Regions from separate parts of the Zea mays genome. Here region 2 is linked to region 1. Evidence: chromatin contacts called from public Hi-C data. All regions are on one chromosome and are shown on one strand. Each heading gives the region's core, a stretch centred on a gene start, on an enhancer-like site or on the middle of the called end of the contact. The rest is flanking DNA. Distances are from core to core; before and after follow the strand shown.

What was found. Hi-C and Micro-C count contacts between places; a contact is called where the count stands out from the background.
Region 2: a contact with region 1 is called in a Hi-C map of leaf, with 3 times the contacts expected there. The contact joins the promoter of LOC100193927 here to the promoter of LOC103626031 in region 1. A contact is called at or near these places in 3 of 25 Hi-C or Micro-C datasets (bundle sheath, endosperm and leaf).

The regions. Positions count from the first base shown.
Region 1 is chr5:16,287,412-16,292,415 of Zm-B73-REFERENCE-NAM-5.0, reverse strand. LOC103626031 (protein VAPYRIN) reads left to right here and starts at 2,331. Exons shown (of 1, transcript XM_008646416.3): 1 at 2,331-4,866. The coding sequence starts at 2,962. The coding sequence ends at 4,623.
Region 2 is chr5:16,419,565-16,424,568 of Zm-B73-REFERENCE-NAM-5.0, reverse strand. It overlaps LOC100193927, which reads right to left and starts at 2,574. Exons shown (of 16, transcript NM_001359351.1): 1 at 2,407-2,574; 2 at 2,186-2,317; 3 at 253-369. The coding sequence starts at 2,499. It overlaps LOC100285193, which reads right to left. Exons shown (of 14, transcript NM_001158087.2): 14 at 4,322-4,920. The coding sequence ends at 4,764.

The DNA of each region.
Region 1 (5,004 bases), core at 1,082-3,581:
CCATGCCCTCGGCCACGGGTGGCTCGAGACTGTGTCCGCCTCTGTGTGTGTGAACTGAACGGAGATCCTCGCCAAAGACGGCAGCGAGGAACAAGCATGCGCGCGTGATCGGTTGTGCTTGGGCGTGGCGTAACTGTCTCGTTAGCTTGTGTGTTTCTGAATGATTCGCTTCGACATGACTGTCTCAACGCTTGAGGGTGGACCGTGCCGCTTTCAGATGAGCTCGCGTTCAGTCATGCTCGCTTCATATTAAAATCGATAGAAACCAATACGAATTAAAGCCAAACGAAGGCCGGAGGCTTCAGCATTCCAAGGGCCCTGAATGAACTCGCTCCATTTGTCAGATTTTGGTTAGTCTTCGATGTAGTGATGGTTACAGCCCTGATGATATAGCTTAATTAAGCCTACCTTATACAGACAATGATCAGGGTTCAGGAGCAATAGAACAACGACGAAGTTTTTTTTTTTTAAAAAAAAGATGTACTTTCAAGTACAATTTTCTTCGGGCTTGGCTGTAGCCTCTACGGTTCAGGTTAGTACTCCTTCCTGTACGGCAGGACCAAGCTGCAACTGGTCAGGACTCAGGAGCAAGGTGTAACCTAGGATGGCAGTTAGCAGCTGAAAGCCATAGCAATGTCAGCGTTCACCCGTTCAGCAAGTACAGACATACGGAACCCCCCTCCAGTTCAGGATGCTCCTACTATGAGAATGGCGAGCTAGGGATTGTGAGAGATGGAAAAGAAACGGTACCACTGACCGATTCGGTATATAAGCTGTCTCCAACAACATCTCTATCTCACTCCCTATTTCAAACTTCACTCTAACCAGTGTAGTCTATGTAAAATAATATTTTACACGACTATATACACATTCTCCTGGAGATGGCTTAAGCCATATGAATGCCAGGCAGCTTGGTTATCTCAGTTTGCAGCGCGCGCTGGTGATCGGTTCTTTATTCAACTGTGAACTTAAATTCCCTGTTGTTGAGGCCACGACGGGGCCATTAGCAATACCTTAGTGGTGTTTGTTTATCCATTTTCCATTCCGATGATATCCTAACTCTCATAAACCTATGCGTCTGTTCAGTAATTCAGGGTTAGTACATTAATGTTTTTATTCTTGATAGGGGCCATTCAGGTGTGTTTTTATTCTTGATAGGGTTTTTAACTCGTTGAGATGTCTCTCTCTTAAAGTTTTCTTCGAATAAGTCTTTCTTAACCGGCCTAGTATAACCTTCAGCGTCTAAACCATAAATACAGTAGACATAATATATATAGAGAGTCGTGTAGAGACATGCTCTTCATGAAGAGACTATTTCTTAATTTTTTTCACTTAACCTCTAAAAACACATCTCAAGGGATCCTTCATTCAATTGGGTTGTACATGTCCATGTGAAAGCTTGATCCGTACACGGCTTATATTTTGAGGAAGCCAAATGTTAAAGCTGAACCCATATTATTGCCAGGTCATCGTGAAATGGTTAAAAACATAGATATGGGTGACCAGTTCATCAAAACCTTTGCATCCTGCTATACATACACTAGTGCTCTGACAGTGAAAGAACCATTTATTTACCGATGACAAACGAGTAACTTTCAAGAGAGTATGTTGCCATCGGAGACTGGGTGTGACAGCCTGACAGGAGAAACACAACACTTATTAACAGGCAACGGAGGTCAGAGAGATCAGCGAATGGATAAAGCATGAAGTGGCATGGATGATCCAACAACTTCACTTTGTAATTGTAACAACGGGACTGTTTCACTGTGAAAGTTGTTTGTCACCCGCGCTGAGCATCGAAGCTGATGACGCTAGCAATGGCTTTGTGTGGATCCATCAAATACTCGAGGACCCATCTGTGCGGAAAGCGACCATATTTCATCTGTTTATGCTGACAGGAGATCGGTTAATGTGACAAAGGCAGCGCTTCGATTTATTAGGAAACGTTCCGGCGTCCTATACGGAAGGTTTCGTGAAAGGGAATAACATTTCGTCAATCTTGATGTCACTTTCTGTGTACATGGTCCAGCGGATGCGTCGGACGGATCGGAGGCAATGGCTGCGGGCAACCCGAAGTATCTCTTGACTCCGAATGTTATTTTTGTCGGCTCATAACCAGAACATCAGTATTGATTGTTACAGGTGTATATGCTGCAGTGGTGTAACTGAATTTTACTTGTGCCATAATTTGTTCTACATGCATTACTAAGCCAGAGAGAAAGAGAGTGAGTGAACAGAAATGAGGTAATCATGTTCGTTTTAACTCATGCTGTAAAAGTATATGTATAGGTCTGTCTCCTTCTTTAAACAATCTGAGAAACCGAGTGGCAGTTGTTTGTAAAGTCTATTCAAGCATGCTGTGTGCAGTTGTTTGTCAAAAGTCTATATCCAAGCATGCTAGCTGACTGACAGAAGCAAACCGAACATTCTGAAAAGAAAACGAAATATACCATCAGCAACTGTCAGAAGAACCGAAACTGCTCCTACTGACGCAAGTGTGCCCAACGAAAGCGAGAACGCGACCATTTCATCCAATCACCTCGCTCTGCTTCGTTCGTATCATCAATCCATTTGTTTATCGCCTACAAATGACGAGCGACGGCGCGACAGGTAATGCCGCCGCGGTCGATCTCCGAAATAAAACCCCTCCAGCAGACGCCAAACCCGCCATTAAAATACCCCGGAGCTGCCACCACATAGAACGAGTCGTCCTTGTTCTTCACACCCACCAAGTGGCACGCCTCCACGACGCGCGCGCCGGCTAAGCCGTACGTGACTGCGAGTTACATTAAGACCCCGTCCCTCCTCCCACTCCCACTCCTCTTGATGGCTGCTTCTTCCACCTCTGCATCTACCAAGAACTCATAGGAGCGCAGTAATAAGTGTTCTTGTTAGTAGGACGGCAAGCTTTGGCGAGAGAAGAGAAGAGAAGACGGCGACGGCGACGAAAACAGGAAGGGCATGGATCGGTTGGTGATACCTGAGCCGTCAAACGAGGTGATGATCCGGGTGGAGCCCGGCATGCAGGCGAGGGGGGAGCTGACGCTAAGGAACGCGATGCACACCATGCCGGTGGCGTTCAGGCTGCAGCCGGCGGTGCGCGGGCGCTTCGCGGTTCGCCCGCACACGGGGATCCTGGCGCCGCTCGCGGCGGTCACCGTGGAGGTGCTGTACCTGGCCTCCGCGCCTCCAGATAGGCCCAGCGGGTCAGGAAGAGGAGGAGGGAGCCGTGGCGAGGACGCGTTCCTGCTGCACAGCGTGGTCGTGCCGGGCGCCGCGGTGAAGGAACCGGTGACGGCGCTGGACTCGGTCAACCCAGAGTGGTTCTCGGCGAGGAGGAAGCATGTGTTCGTGGACAGCGGCATCAGGGCGAGCTTCGTGGGCGCGTCCGTGGCCGCGCGCCTCGTCGAGGCCGGCGCGGTCGAGGCGCTCAGGGAGGTGCTCGACCGCAGCGAGCCTGAGTGGCGTGCCGCGGACGCCGCGGACGAGTATGGCCGCACGCTGCTAGACCTCGCCGTCGGCCTGGGCCGCGCCGACATCGTCCAGGTGCTGCTCGAGTACGGCGCCGACGCTGACAAACCGAGCCGCGGCCGGACGCCCCTCGAGGCCGCCGCCGCCTCCGGCGAGTGCCTCATCGCCGAGCTCCTCCTCGCCAACGGCGCGACGCCCGCCGGCTCCGACGCCATCCACGTGGCCGCCGCCGCCGGCCACGACGACGTCCTGAAGCTGCTTCTTGGCAAGCCCGCCCCTGCCTCTCTCGCCTCGTCCTCGTCCGCGTCCTTTTCGTCTTCTTTTACATCTATCGACGCGGCGGGGAGGGACGGCAAGACTCCTCTACGGCTAGCGGCCGAGGCGGGGCGGCGAGACGCAGTGAAGGCGCTTCTCGCGGCGGGCGCGAGGGCCGACGCCAGGTGCGGAACGGACGGTGCCACCGCCCTACACGCCGCGGCGAGGCGCGGCGACGAGGCGGTCGCGCGCCTCCTCCTGTCGCACGGAGTGGCCGGCACGGCCACGGTGCGCGACGCGGCCGGGAAGACTGCATTCGAGATCGCCGCCCAGGAGGGCCACGGCGGCCGGATCCTGCAGTTCTTGGGCCTCGGCGAGGCGATCCTGGCCGCCGCGCGCAAGGGCGAGGTGAGATCGGTCAGGCGCGCGGCCGACGGCGGCGCGTCCGTCGAGGGGCGGGACGCGCATGGCTGGACGCCGCTCATGCGCGCTGCCTTCAAAGGGCGGGCCGACACGGCCCGCGACCTTATCGCCCGTGGCGCGGACATCGACGCAGCCGACGCCGAGGGCTACACGGTGCTGCACTGCGCGGCCGAGGCCGGTCGCGCCGACGTGGTCGACCTCCTCTTAAAGAACGGCGCGAACGCCAAGGCTACGACCGTGAAGGGAAGAACCGCCGCCGATGTCGCCGCCGCCGCGGGGAGGTCCAAGGTGGTTCGGCTTCTTGACAGGGCAAGCGTCATAGGGAGGAAACAGGATGTTACCGAGAAGGTGGCGAAGGGCGGTAGCATGGACAGGAAACAGAGAGGGCGGAAGGGGAGCAGTGGCGCCATAAGGTTTGGTGGTGGGAAGGAGGGATTCGAAGCTGCCGTGGTTACCTTTGGGTGGTCACACTAGCCCACTGCCCCACTGCCAAGAGCCCAAGAAGCAGCTGACCATCAAGGTGGATTCGTTCCAAATTGTGATTAGTTTTGGAGGAGGCGATAATTCATATATTTGTTTTGAAGTTACAGACGAGTAATATATGTGGTATACTTGTAAAAAGATATTCCCCAAAAGTAGACTTTTCTTCTTTTTTCACTTTGTTGTATCACACTGTATACAATGATGGCAATGGTTGTAGTTGACGACTTGATAATATTAGAGCAACTCTAGTAGTTCTCTAAATAACTCTCAAAATCTTAAATTTAAGAAGTAAACAAAAAATCATTCTCTAATAATTCTTCAAATGAACTTGTTAAATTTAGTTACTTCTTCAACCTCATTTACCCTTCAAAT
Region 2 (5,004 bases), core at 1,325-3,824, 130 kb before region 1:
GAAGTCTAAATTGCATCAGTGAACCATTGCATCTCAATGCCAATGTTGAATACTAAGCTCAGACTCAATTCTTTTATCCTAATCAAGTTTAACTACTCCAGGAAGAAGAAACATACTCTTACAAGGCTACAATTTTAAAACAGTATCCTTGTTCTTAGGACAAGGATGTTATATAAAGTTATAAACAACTCGAAACATGTACATGAAGCCAGGAAAGTACGATAACACAAACAAAGAAGTCCAAGTGCTTACTGTTTTTGGTTGCTGACCTAACCCTTCTTTTGAGAAGGCCTTAGTTTTTGTTTCCTTCTCACATACTTTAAATCGTTCCATCTCTCGTTCAATCTGCTTTCGAGCATCCATCAGAGCCTGCTCATAAGAGGCACTAACCTATGTCAACATATATCACAATCAATTAAAACCAGAACAGTAGGGTATGTAAACTAAAAATTTATCTGCATTTCGCAAACGAGTATTATATCACATGAAGAAAAACATTACTTGACCGAGAAAAAACACTGAGATATGCAAACCACTATTGTCAATACTAAAATCAGGAATCATACCACAATTCTTCAGCAATATAGTAACACTTTTATACAGGTCACCAGTAATATATACACCGCATTGATATTTTGTATGGTTAAAATAGAATACCAAGTACCAATTGCAACACAAAGCAAACGACTCTAAAAGAGTGTTATCTTGAAAGTTAGCAGAGAGGCTTAAGGAATAAGGACCTTATAAACTCCAGAACTCTACTGACGATTTGTGAAGGCTGACCGAAACGTACAAAAAAGAGTAGTGGCTCAAGTGAAAGGGGTGCCTTCATCAAAGTTTAGATAGATAGCATCTCAAGTGACTACACCTCAATCTGGCCATAATCTTTGACAATCACAAAGAGATATGTAAATGAGAAGCCTACTATCATAATCTGTAGACAACAATACTTATTGCATACTAAAAAGCTCAATTGAATTTTTGCGTTTGTCAGGACTCCCAAACTTTAAAGCATGGGATCTCCCAATTGAGACCATCTAATAGATTTTTAATTACAAATTTTTTATATATATCAGCAGCACTTAATACTTCATAAACTTCGCTAAAACTAATGATTCACTATCACTCATGTTTTTTTAAAATAAATGACACTATTTGGAAACTCAGTTCAAGCACATGTGTGCTTTCTGTATTTCAAAAAGAATGCAATGAAGTCAAGCTCATCATACAAATTCTAAATAGACCAGCTAACCTAGCATCAAGGAGCATATGGCATCCAGATTTTTTGTTATAAACCACCCAGATGGACTATTCTTGCCAAATACAAAAGATAAAAAGTATACGCATAGTGCGTTTAACATTGGATATCAATATGTACCAAGCACATAGAAAAAAATGGACTGAGTGAACTTGAAGAGCAATGTCACCAAAGTCACATTGCTAAATATTATCTGCTTTCACAAATTAAAGTGCCCAAAGAAGTATTACATATTGCATCCCAACAACTTCGGATTGCAAGTGGCATCTAGTAGTGGGAACAATGTACCCATGGACTGCAGACAACCTTGGTGATGGAAACAAGATCTACATGATCAGCATCGTCATTACAGGATAATCTAGATAACAGAACAACTAGCAACGCCAGAAAAAAAGAGAGAGATAGCAAAAGAATGAGAAGCAGTATTAATAGTAACATCAAAAACCTTTGCACCCCTGACCTTGACAGGATACATATGAAACTGATCACGTCACCAGTTATGCCTACACTGTGTCACCTGGATCATCACCTAGATGATATACAACAATAGAACCATTCTCCAGTCTAGGTCTCTACTCACTGATCACCACCTGTGTCGTGCCACACAACATAACTTGTTCAATACTCCCTTCTACCTAGCACTCCACTAAAGAGGACAACATAACAGCACGTTGATCACAGCACAAGTCACTAAAGAGGACAGCATAGCGGCACGTTGATCACAGCACAGTCACTAATGAGGACAGCATAGCGGCACGTTGATCACAGCACAAGTCACTAAGGAGGACAGCATGGCGGCACGTTGATCACAACACAAAGTCAGCAAACAGCAGCAGCATTGCATCCCAAACAACCATGCCCTCCACCTGCAGACATAGAGGCTTGCCAGGGGAGGGGGCAGGACTCGAGGTAATCCGTAATCCTCACCTTCTTGTCCTTGATCTCGCTGGACTGAATCCACGTCTTGATCTGGTCCCTGTACCGCTGCAGCTTCTTGATCTCCTTCTTGAGGTCCGCCTCGAACTTCTCCTTCTGGTTGGCATTCTCAGTGTCGTAGACCTGCCCCCAAACAAAAAAAATCAACAAAAATCGCGAGAAAAAGTTCTGGCAGGGGCCGGGTAAACGGAGGGAGGGCGCTGGGGGCGTGCCTTATTCCAGATGCTGTCAAAGACATCGACGCCCTCCTGGACCTTCTTCAGGACGCGGTCGATCTCGCCCTGCAGCTTCCGGCTGGCGCCCATGGCTGCGACAGGGGTGCCCCTCAGGCTAGGGTTTACGGTTTGCCGTGGGGAGCAAAGGAGCAGAGCGGAGGAGAGTGCTCAGAGTGGAGACTGGGAAGGGGGCAAGGGGGAAAGAGCAACGGATTTGGGACGGGTTTCGGTTTTCCTCGGCCGTGCCTGCGTGGGGTGACGTTGGCGAGAAGGAACGTGGACTGGACTGACGTGCGCTTTCATAGACGCAAAAAATATAGGATGTTTGGTTACACAGGTACGAACGTTTAATGTCAATTATTATCTGTATGACTGTATTAGTGTTTTTGCCTGTTGAATTGTCAATGAAGTATGGTGTTTTTTCTCACGTTCTAAAGCCGGATTAACTGCATCCCTCAACCTACTATTTGAAAAATCGTCTCTCTGTGTTGGTTATATTAAATGTTTTTCAAGCTTCATCCTTTTTAAATAAAAATATATCCAACCAACACCTGATACTGTTTTCAACCACAATAAATACCTGAGTAATGAATTTAAGCTATCACAATTATGACTTGTGTAGTGGACTTTTTATCCCTAATAAAAGCCACACCAAGAAACAAAGTACATCCATGAACCCCTGACCAAGGTCAAATATACATGATACATGAAGAGAATGTTTGTGGACGACATATACATGATATAAAAAAGGTGGCTTCTTTTGCCGTCCATGTACTGTTTTCAATAGGTCCTTTAAATGCCCTCACATTTCCGCACAAAGGGCTTTTACATGAATTAGACAAATTATTATGTATCACATCACATACTCCACCCAGTTGGTTTTATATACACCACATCTACACACATTCCAACAATGTGTAAATTGACCTGGCTCGTGAGCAGCATATAGGGTCTGTTTGGTTGTCTGGTTGGGTGGGCTTGGCTCGTATCTAGGGAACCTGGCTCTTGCTAACCTGGCTGAGAGAATGCAATATCCCTACGTTTGGTTGCCTGTACGAGCTTAGCTTGACCCATGCGAGATGATGTTTGGTTGCTTGCATAAATGCTTGATGCATGGGCTTAAAAGCTATAAAGTTTTATTATATTTTCATGTGATGATGTTGCAATAGTCTATAATATGCCATACAAAGCCTTAATCCACTTTTAAATAAATTAAATTTATTTAATAGACACTAATTATATGTTAATATGACATTAGGAAAGACTAATGGTTGAACCGGCAGAGCCTGGCTCTAGAGAAACGGTCAATTCCTACGTATCTCGGGAGCCAGGCCCAAGATGAATCTTTGCATCCCGCGAGCCAGGCTGAAGAGGCCAATCAGGCAACCAAACAGAAGAAAGTTACGTCTCGTGAGCCTGGCCAGACCATATACAGGCAACCAAACGCACCCATATATCTTGCAAAGTTGCATCCACGAGATCATGCTGGCCGAGCATGAAAGAAATAACAGTCAGTTCCGTCTTCCCCGGCTGATAACCAATTTTCTACAGCTGATGGCCAACCACCTTTTAAGTAACTGTCATCCGCTCGGTCTTTCTGTGGCTCTATCGTGTCACATGACTGCAGCTGTTCTTTTCTATGATACATATCCTGATGAACTCCTGTATATCTCATCAGCTTGCGCTGCCGGAACGTAGACAACATCTATTAGGGCTTGTTCGGTTAGCTCTTAATCCATGTGGATTGAGTGGGATTGGATGGGTTTGAATCCCAAACAAGTCAAACTTCTTCTCACTTTTTTCCAATCCCATCCAATCCATGTGTATTGGGAATAACCGAACAAGCCCTAATGAATTTAAACTATCACAATTAAAGTACATCCATGAACCCCTGCCGTGACCAAGGTCAATTATGCAAAGATCTTGAAGAGAATGTTTGTTGACGACATATACATGATATAAAAAAAGGTGGCTTCTTTTGCCGTCCGTGTACTGTTTCAATAGGTCCTTTAAATGCCCTCACATTTCAGCACAACTGCACAAAGGGCTTTTACATGAATTAGACAAATTATTATGTATGACATCACATACTCCACCCAGTTGGTTTTATATACACCATATCTACACACTCCAACAATGTATAAATTGACCTGGCTCGTGAGCAGCATACATATCTTGCAAAGTTGCATCCACGAGATCATGCTAGCCGAGCATGAAAGAAATAACAGTCAGTTCCGTCTTCCCCGGCTGATAACCAATTTTCTACAGCTGATGGACAACCACCTTTTGAGTAACTGTCATCCGCTCGGTCTTTCTGTGGCTCTATCGTGTCACATGACTGCAGCTGTTCTTTTCTATGATACATATCCTGATGAACTCCTGTATATCTCATCAGCTTGCGCTGCCGGAACGTAGACAACATCTATTAGGGAGCTGTGGGTTCGGCCGTAGAAAGCGTACACAAGAACACCCAGCAGCAGCCATATGCCAACTCTCATCCATGTGTCACCACTGAAGAACACATTGGAAATGAGCAGTTCAGACGAATCACAAAGAGAGAAGACAAGTCAGTCATTTACAACCAGTATTTCCTTA